Linked DNA regions of Hordeum vulgare: region 1 is linked to region 2. Evidence: chromatin contacts called from public Hi-C data. All regions are on one chromosome and are shown on one strand. Each heading gives the region's core, a stretch centred on a gene start, on an enhancer-like site or on the middle of the called end of the contact. The rest is flanking DNA. Distances are from core to core; before and after follow the strand shown.

Region 1 (5,099 bases), core at 312-2,811, 82 kb after region 2:
TCAATGCTGCTGAAAGAAACTCGACCGACTAGAGCTAGCTAGCAAGCCAGGTTCAAGAATCCATTAACCTGCTTGCTTGCTTGCTTGCTTCAAGCCAGCTTTACACACGTCCGTGTATTAGCTTCGGTCGTGATTTGATCTATGGTTTAAAAGCCAACATGCACGCCCAGCTGAACACGGCTCCCCGTCACATTCAAACGCCTTCAATAAACGCACGTGGAAGCTGAGAAACCTACTTCGGCTACACATCCGATCATGAGTGGGCCAGAATTAAACACAACGCCGGACGAGATCCTTTCGTCCGCCCTCAGTTTAAACGAGGACAAAAGTCAGGCAAGAGTCGCACCCCTCCACCGCTCTCCAATCTCCTCCTTCACCATTCACTCAACTTTTCCAATGGCTTTCGAAGAGCAGTTCCTCGGCATACAAGCCGGCTTGGTGGCCCGCCAGCCCACCATATACGAGCAAAGGAGCTCGCTGCTCCACCCCCCTGGCCTATCCCGACGAAGTCAGTTACCGCCCCAAGCCGACGCGTGATTCAACAACTCGCCGCTCTAGGCCAGGTCGATGAGGAGTGGTGAGTTGCTCCACGCTGGTACGATGGGGGGCACGACGGCAACTGCGTCTCCCGTATCTGCGACCGTGTCTCCCGTGCTTGCGTCCGCGCCATGCAGATAGAGACAGAAGTTGGGTGAACGGAGAGCGACGAGTCGGTGGCCAGCACCTTTGAGTACGCCACCATCATCAAGGAGAAGTAGAATACAGGAGGTTGTCGTCGCTTGGGTCTCACGAAGGCCACCGCCGAGGCGACACCGGCGTACACAGCTGGTGTCTTGCCCGGTTCTTCTTTTGCGAGGACAATCGTTGACCCCACATGGGATCCCTGGAAGCGAAGGCAACCCCTTCCCCTCCCGTTGAAGCAACATTCGGGGGTTCCAGACTGACGATCGGTGGGGAAGCGAGCCATCCGTTGAGCAAAAGGATATGCCATCGACACTCCCAACAGTCTGGTGATCGGCCTGTTGGACATGAGGAAGACAGAGGGATCCATTAACAATCATTTAGATTAGGTATTAATTATACCTCCACACTCGAACTAGCACTACTTAGTTGATGTAAATGTAATGATATCCTTCATGTTTATATGTAAATCCGATATTTTTATATGAAACCTGTGGTGTTTATATGAAATTTGGCCGTGTTTGCATGAATTTTGTCTTGTTGATTCGAGTTGTTGTTAAAATGTATGGGCTAGAGTCTGATGTTTTTCTTCCGTATTCATGTCTGCGGATTGATTCCCTGATACACTGATACACGAAAGGATGCGGGAGAAACTTTAAAGGTAGCTAAGGCTTTTGTTTCCTTGCTAAGTTTCACTGGATGCATATCTCTTACGACCATGTATTTCTGAAGGAAAATGGTAGTGGTGAAAGCTCCTAAAATTAGTTGTAATCATGTTGGTACAATATGAAAATGACATGGACGTTGCATGTATGCATGGAAACACAGCCGTCGTCATCGAATGGAGAAGGAAGGAAGTTTCGTCTCACGACGATCTTCTATCTTGGGTTTAGAATATCTAATATATATCAATGTTGATGCCGTCACATTCCTTCGAGAGTTGCACTCATATTCAGTCTGTTGGTTGATGAGATATTAATGGTAAGGAAGAGGAAATATCTAATAAAACATCTCTGGTGTGGTTGTCCATAAGATATATTCTTTTTCTTCTTCGAAAAGGAGCTTGCCCACGGCCTCTCTATGAAAATATCTTAGCAAATATATAATTTGAATGATTTGGAAAAACAAATAGCAAATATCCAGACATATTACGAAGTACAAATCTCCTTTAATTAAACTAAAAGTAAATCAGGTTTAAGAAATCTAGAATTGTACTACACCCGCCATCCAAAGTGGTTGGGCATATTCCGCCGTACCGTCTTCATCAACTACCCCAAAGGTCATTGGTGTTTGATCCTCCGGATGTTGCTAAACACACCACATATGGATTTGTTGTATATTCCCTCCGTCCGAAAACAAATGTCTCAAGCTTCACACTCCCTCCGTTCCTAAATATTTATCCTTTTAAAGATTTTCATTACAGACTACGTATAGATGTATGTAGACATAATTTAGAGTGTAAGTTCACTTATTTTACTTTGTATATACTCGGTAGTTGAATCTTTAAAAAGACAAATATTTAGAACGAATGGAGTATAATATATACTAAAACCAGTACAAAGTTGAGACATTTATTTTGAAATGGAGGAAGTATCTTTGAAAAAAAACTTTAAACAATTTGGAAGCTACGTGATAGATAAGCCACTACCAGAATAATCTACTAAACTCTCGGCAACTCGCACATCGATGTACTGGAGGGCGGCCGTCGACATAGAAAAACCGTCGGCATAGGTGACTAAGCTGACGGTGCCCGTACGGCCGTCGGCATCCATACATCATCGGGAAAATTCTACACCTGACAACTACACCTGACGACCGTTGACAACGTCGTCGTCAAACTTGCGCCATCCAGCACCACGTGGCAGTCCCTGGTAGCACCTTTAAATTAATCAAATCTAAAGCTTTAAAATGTAAAATGAAAAAACAAAATTATATGCCGACGGAGGCAGTCGACATAGATTTGCCACGTAGATTTTTTACGAATAAAAAAGGTAAAAGATATGTCGACGACCATCGTCATGACCGTCGACATAGTTTTACCGGCGTCAACCTCTCATATGAGCCTGGGCAGAGGAGACTACGTATATGTCGACGGTGAGGATATGCCGACAGCCCCGTCGACATAGATGAAGGTATGCCTACGGCCATACTATGCCTATGGTCTTTGCCTGACGGTCAGCGTACCTCCATATATACCAACGCAGGTCGTCGGCATAGAAAAAACCGTCCTACAGTTATTCTTGTAGTGAGCGGACATCAGATTTTTAGCACTAACAAATTGAATTCTAATTTTTAGCGCTAAAAAAGTCCGTTGACCAGATTTCCTATGCGAAAAAGATAAATTACCATGCTTGTTTATAAGGATTTGACAAGTTTTACAGTGAAAATGCTGCATAGAAAATCAACAGAAAAAGGGTCATGCTGCAACGATTAATTGACATGTGTTTGATCCAGATCCGATGTACAAAATCTAGCATTAGAAAATACTTTAACCATGTGAGCTCGAGTTCACAAACTCCATGTCCCATACATATGTACCACTGCTCCAAAGTCCAAACTTGCTAACATAGTATTACCCAGAAACATAGCTGTTGTGTTTAAATCAGATTTCGTCTCTCCACTACTTGAACACGGTGCACCACCCAACACATGACCGACCCGCACACGCGCAGCACATACGTTTGCAAGCATGTGGGAGTATATAGCTAGAAAACTGTTGGCGTTCTAGGAACGGGTGTATCCGGACTCGCCTGTGTGTGGCCCAGGACTGGTCCACTCCATCAACCAAGCATCGGCAGGCTCGACAAAGCCCTCGTGAGGGGCCAAGCCTCACGAGGAGGAACGACATCAAGACCCGCAGGAGGCCTCCTCAGGACCCCGTCGAAGCGGCGGACATTTCGAGGCAAAGCCCAGCCTCAGAAGTCAAAGGTGACGCCAAGAAAGGACAAGCGAGCAGCAGATGGCAGAGCGGGGCAGTTTCCCCTTTGATGCAAAGGAGATGGGAGCGTACAGGGGTTCCAAAGGTTTCCCTTCTGGTGCAACGAAGCCGTCGCCGCCCGGCAGTAGGGCAAACGTCATCCTCAGGTCCGTCTCTGATGGCGCGGACATTTACTTTGCAGGCGAAAACCACTTTTAACAGGGAAAGCATGTTTCCTTGTCTCTCACCGAAACTGGCCGTTGTGGGATCCCTTCCCGCCTACGATAAAGGAAGAGGACCCAGGCCTCCGCAATAAAGAGAGAGGGTGGGATACTTGCCAAGGGGATAGGATCATTGAAACCGCAGAGCACTACGCCTAGCACTTGGCCTCCGGAGGCTCAAGAGCACTGTACTAGTTCATCCACTAACCTCCGTGAGAGGCAATCCACCGAAAGCAGGAGTAGGGTTTTACGCCTCGCCGCGGCCCGAACCTGGACAAACTGTTGTGTTCTGTGCTCCCCTCACCATCATGTGAGTCCTTAGTCTTGGCCAACGAGTAACGTGCTTGGTAAACTGAATCTGTTGAGTGGCCTCCGCGTGCGCGCCTGAGTTCGAATCTTAGAGATTTTGCGGAGCCCAAAATCCGACATTTGGCGCGCTAGGTAGGGGGCGTGATGACCCACAAGTGTAGGGGATCTATCGTAGTCCTTTAGATAAGTAAGAGTGTCGAACCCAATGAGGAGCAGAAGGTAATGACAAGTGGTTTTCAGCAAGGTATTCTATGCAAGCACTGAAATTATCGGTAACAGATAGTTGTGTGATAAGATAATTCGTAACGGGTAACAAGTAACAATAGTAACAAAGGTGCAGCAAGATGGCCCAATCCCTTTTGTAGCAAGGGACAAGCCTGGACGAACTCTTATATAAGGTAAAGCGCTCCCGAGGACACATGGAAATTTTTGTCAAGCTAGTTTTCATCATGTTCATATAATTCGCGTTCGCTACTTTGATATTTTGATATGTGGGTGGACCGGTGCTTGGATGCTGTCCTTACTTGGACAAACATCCCACTTATGATTAACCCATCTCGCAAGCATCCGCAACTACGAAAGAAGAATTAAGACAAAGTCTAACCATAGCATTAAACTAGTGGATCCAAATCAGCCCCTTACGAAGCAACACATAAACTAGAGTTTAAGCTTCTGTCACTCTAGCAACCCATCATCTACTTATTACTTCCAAATGCATTCCTCTAGGCGCAAATAATGGTGAAGTGTTATGTAGTCGACGTTCACATAACACCACTAGAGGAAAGACAACATACAGCGCATCAAAATATCAAACGAATACCAAATTCACATGACTACTTATAGCAAAACTTATCCCATGTCCTCAGGAACAAACGTAACTACTCACAAAGCATAATTATGTTCATGATCAGAGAGGTATTGAATACCATTAAGGATCTGAACATAAGATCTTCCAGCGAGTAATCCACTAG
Region 2 (4,639 bases), core at 1,488-3,987:
ACCACTACTTCACCTCTTTGTTGGACCGCCGGTGCGAACACAGTGGTCTTTGACCAGGATCAGGAACCAATTCGAATTTGGATCTTAACATGTCAGTTGTTTTTAATCGTAGGCATCTATCCAGGAACAATTGATCTTATCAATTGCAGACGACACATAAATTTGATGATACACCCTTAGTTAGGTCACGAGCCGTCCTCTCCAGAAGAGATTGCAAAATGGGTATCACTGAGTATTCATCTGAAGTGTTTGCGTGTTTATCCTCCGAAGGCATTAACAAACTTAGGGCGCCGAGGTCTCTCAGTCGAACCTAAAGCTCGTGGAACAGCCAGAAACCTCTTCATCGAGAAGCAGACGGTCATCCTCTCCAGCGAGACTTCAACTAACTCAGATGATACTATCTGGGTTATATATACGGGGTAGTTCCAAGTATTTGGATGGCCCACCAAAGACCCATGACACGTCCAAGATACAACCGAGAAGACCATGGGCAATGGGGCATTGTCATCATCCCATCAAACATAAGGAAGATGGCTCAAGAATGCACTAAGTTCCAACAATCAGATCATGAGCCACCTGATAGCCAGGGACCAGCAGTCGGCATGGGACACGAACAGAGCAGTCAACTATGCTAACAGTGGAGGCTACCTAGTATACCTCTCACCCACGATGTCTTAAAGGTGTTGTTTACCCAACAGTGCAATAATCTAGTTAAATATGGTAGTTACCAATAATAAATGCTATCAAATAGCCGGCCACACCTAAGGCCATAAACAACATCCACCCGAGTGCATTATGTACCCCCTCCTAGCACGCTCTATATAAGCGAGGAGGGGAGCTTCACGCTGAGGATTAAACATTGGCACCTTGCATCTTACGCCAAGAGATAGGAGCACCACATGAGTAGGGTATTACCTCCACATATTTCCTTACACGCACTCCCACCTGCACCGTTACAGTAGATACGATTGCTTCTACATTCCTACCATCATAGTATTTTCAGGATTATATCCACGACAGATGTGGTGGTGTTGAAATGTCACATTTGTGGCTATTTGGCGGGCGCTATTTTGATCTTCAAAAAGAACATCCTTCATCTTGTCCGTCGGTTTTGTCCGACAATGGCTACGGGAAATCACCAGGAGAAGGATTGTGCGAGGAAAGAGGCCGAGGGCCGCCGAATAGCAAAGGAGAGGCATGCAGGATGACTCAAATTGTGAACAGGCAATACTAGTCGGTTTTTTTAAATAAAAAAGTTCCATATACTCGAAGGTATTCCAATGCTGGACTTTTTTATTTTCTTCATAAAATTATTTGATCAAGTGTTCAAGATGTGAGCATGAATTCCTTCAAAACGTTAATTTTTAAAGAAGTTGTGTGGCCTTAAATTTGTGCCTTGCCTTCATTGGTATTCGATATTTAGATGGTGGCAACCTAGTGTTTTGCCTCAACATAGATAGTCATACAAGCAATTAATCAGTGTTTTCTGTTGTCTCTACAATAATGAAAAAGTTAGTTCTCAAAGACTCAGAGTTTCTATTCCCGAACTTATTTGAGCTCAGTAAACGGTAAAATTGAAAAAGAAAAGAAAAAGGTTTAATTTTTTTTAAACCAACATTGACAAAAGTTTTAAGTGCGTGAAAAATTTTGGCATGAAATAACATTCCTACAAGGTTTGGCAAAAAAAAAAACAAATCGATGCTCTCAAAAGCGCATTTTCGGAGTATCGATTTTGTTTTATTTTCCACGACTTGTAGGAATGTTATGTCATATCAAATTTGTGTACACACTTAATACTTTTGTCAATGTTGGTCTAAAAAAAATTCAGAATTTCTTGAATGTTCTTTAATTTTTTATTTATTTTACTATTCACCGAGCTCAAATGATCTCGGGAGGAGAAGGGCACTTTCGACTTCTCAAGTGTTAAACACCAGCAACATACATATACTTGCAGGCTATATATCAAGCGATAACAGTCAGTTTTATTTACCCGCAAACTCCAAAAGGTCTAAATAACAAACCGAGATATTAAAAAATCAGAAATTAATTGATCCTCAAAAAACATGCACTACGTTTTAATTAGTTCTAATTATATTTGGTTCTTATTCATGTTCTCCAAAACTAACTTCTCAGGCGTACCTAAATCCGTGTTCGAGTTTTCTACTGTAATGCCAATCTATATGGATAGCACCATGACTAAAGAAACCGATCATATATACTATTAAGTTTGACTTGAAGCACCATCACATTCACTGAACTGTGTAATCCACTCTAAACAGAGATGCACTTCACGACACCATTTGCAACTCAGGTATCGTTGAAAACCTCTTCCGTATCACCAGATCAAACATTTTTTTCCTGCACGAGAGAGTGATTTTATTACCACCAGGCTCTGCATCATTTAGCGGGATAATGCAGGCGGCCCAATCCGCACACGAAACTGCATGCAATACATTACAATTTCCTATGGTTGGGTCTCCACTAGACCACTACACCTTGGACTTGAGACAAAAAGGAAACGGAAGCATGCTAAGTGCAGCACCATCACACTAGTGACTCCACCATGGCATCCAATTGCCATTTTCAGAATGTGCTGTTTTGGCACAAGAAAATGTTTGTTAATAAGAGAAGATCGGTTCATGCGCAGCCCCACCACTATCGCGATGACTTTTCGTACCAGGAACTGGTATTCACCACTTTAACTGTCTATAAGAACAAGCCAAGAGACCATGAACAATGCAGGCAGTCCAAGTCTCAAAGACAGTGTAGTAGTAAGTGGGACTGTAAGTGTTGAGACATGGAGTACTCTCACCGCAGCAGGTTTCTCCTGGTGTGCTCAGTTCTTGTGCTGTGCCTCGTAACCCAAGGCGCAAGGTGTGACGAGTTAACCAGTGATTTCTATGACTGGTCATGCCCCGGAGTGTACGACGTTGTCCAGCAGCAAGTGTTTGCTGCCATGAGGGAAGAGCCGAGGATGGGAGCCTCCCTGCTCAGGCTCCATTTCCATGACTGCTTTGTCAATGTACCTCAACTTTCTTCTTAACTTTTCTACCATGAATGTTATGTTGCTGTACAGCTACTATTTTGTTGCAGTTACTGAAAACATATGTTGCGGTGTATGCAGGGGTGTGATGGTTCAATCTTGCTGGATGGTGCCGACGCCGAGAAATTCGCACTGCCCAACCAGAACTCCGTCAGAGGGTACGAGGTCATCGACGCAATCAAGGCTGACCTCGAAAACATGTGCCCCGGCGTGGTGTCCTGTGCTGACGTTGTAGCCCTTGCAGCTGGCTATGGAGTACTCTTTGTGAGCATCTTACTGCTCTTATACTCCATTTTTTCAGCTACATTCAGCTTGTCAGGCAAGGTATTGAGTAGCTATGCACTGATTGTTTTCAGAGTGGAGGACCTTACTATGATGTTCTTCTGGGGAGAAGGGACGGTCTGAAGGCGAATCAGTCAGGAGCCGACAACGGCCTGCCCTCGCCGTTCGAGCCGATCAGCTCCATCGTACAAAAATTTGCCGATGTCGGCCTCGACACCAAAGACGTCGTGGTCCTGTCAGGTAACAGTTGTCACAAAACCAACAAACTCCACGAAAGTTCACAACTAGAATTAAACTCTGTGCTACATCCCTGAAAATGAAATTGTGACAGTGTGGGCGTGGCCATGCTTATCAGAGTAGAAGCAACTAGTTCTGAAATTTCATTCCTCACATGCAAACTGTCACAAAATTTTCTTAGGCCAATTATCATACAGTTGACCACTTGACCTGATCTTATGGAATGGGGTGCAGAACGAAAAACTCTATTGTCAAGAACACATTACACATGACCTAAATTCTGTACGTCAAATTTGCAAAACTAATAATATTTCTGAACGTCAAAACCGACAGGTGCCCACACGATCGGACGATCCAGATGCGTGCTGTTCAGCGATCGGCTGACGTCCACCAAGAGCTCGGCCGACCCGACGCTGGACGCCACCATGGCTGCTAACCTGCAGAAGCTCTGCACCGGCGGCGACGGCAACCAGACCACCGCGCTGGACGTGGGCTCCCCGGACGTGTTCGACAAGCAGTACTACCACAACCTGCTGAGCAAGAAGGGCCTCCTCTCCTCCGACCAGGGCCTCTTCTCCGGCAATGAGGACGTCGTCGCCAGCACCACCAAGGCGCTGGTGGAGACGTACAGCGAAGACGGCGAGCAGTTCTTCTCGGACTTCGGCGCGTCCATGGTGAAGATGGGGAGCATACCGTTGCCGGAATCCGCCGGCGCCGGCGAGATCCGCTGCAACTGCAGGGTTCCGAATCCCAAATGAGCAACGGCGAGCAGAGCTCATCAGCTGCTAGTGAAAGAGGATGAATGTGTAGCTAGGAAGAACTAGCCAACTGGTTAATAAAGCAGGAGTGAGGAACTGAGGATCCAATCCCAGGCGCTCGTGCAGTGGTGCTAGCCAGTAGAACAAACTGGGTGCTACTTCATCAACTGCTAGATGATCTTGGAATTAAATCAGGCAATCAAATGTGTTCTTGTATGTGTGTGATATTAATATGTTAAATGCTGGAAAAAATAAGATCAAATATAACTCTTCACATTTCATAATCATCTAATTATGATCCTGGTTTGAGTGCGAGCTG

The links. A called contact is a pair of places that touch in the nucleus more often than the background predicts.
Region 1: a contact with region 2 is called in a Hi-C map of leaf, with 4 times the contacts expected there. The contact joins the enhancer-like site here to the promoter of LOC123407401 in region 2. A contact is called at or near these places in 2 of 6 Hi-C or Micro-C datasets (both in leaf).

Annotation. Positions count from the first base shown.
Region 1 is chr1H:79,681,915-79,687,013 of MorexV3_pseudomolecules_assembly, forward strand. No RefSeq gene overlaps it. Among protein-coding and RNA genes, the nearest start is that of LOC123407401, 83 kb to the left of the region's middle. Within about 2 kb of position 1,562, at least 1 of the 3 cell types and tissues checked has open chromatin away from gene starts, as enhancers often do. A contact at or near this core is called in leaf, where this site is marked.
Region 2 is chr1H:79,598,362-79,603,000 of MorexV3_pseudomolecules_assembly, forward strand. It overlaps LOC123407401 (peroxidase N-like), which reads left to right and starts at 2,738. Exons shown (of 4, transcript XM_045100527.1): 1 at 2,738-3,022; 2 at 3,125-3,307; 3 at 3,400-3,565; 4 at 3,896-4,607. The coding sequence starts at 2,798. The coding sequence ends at 4,320.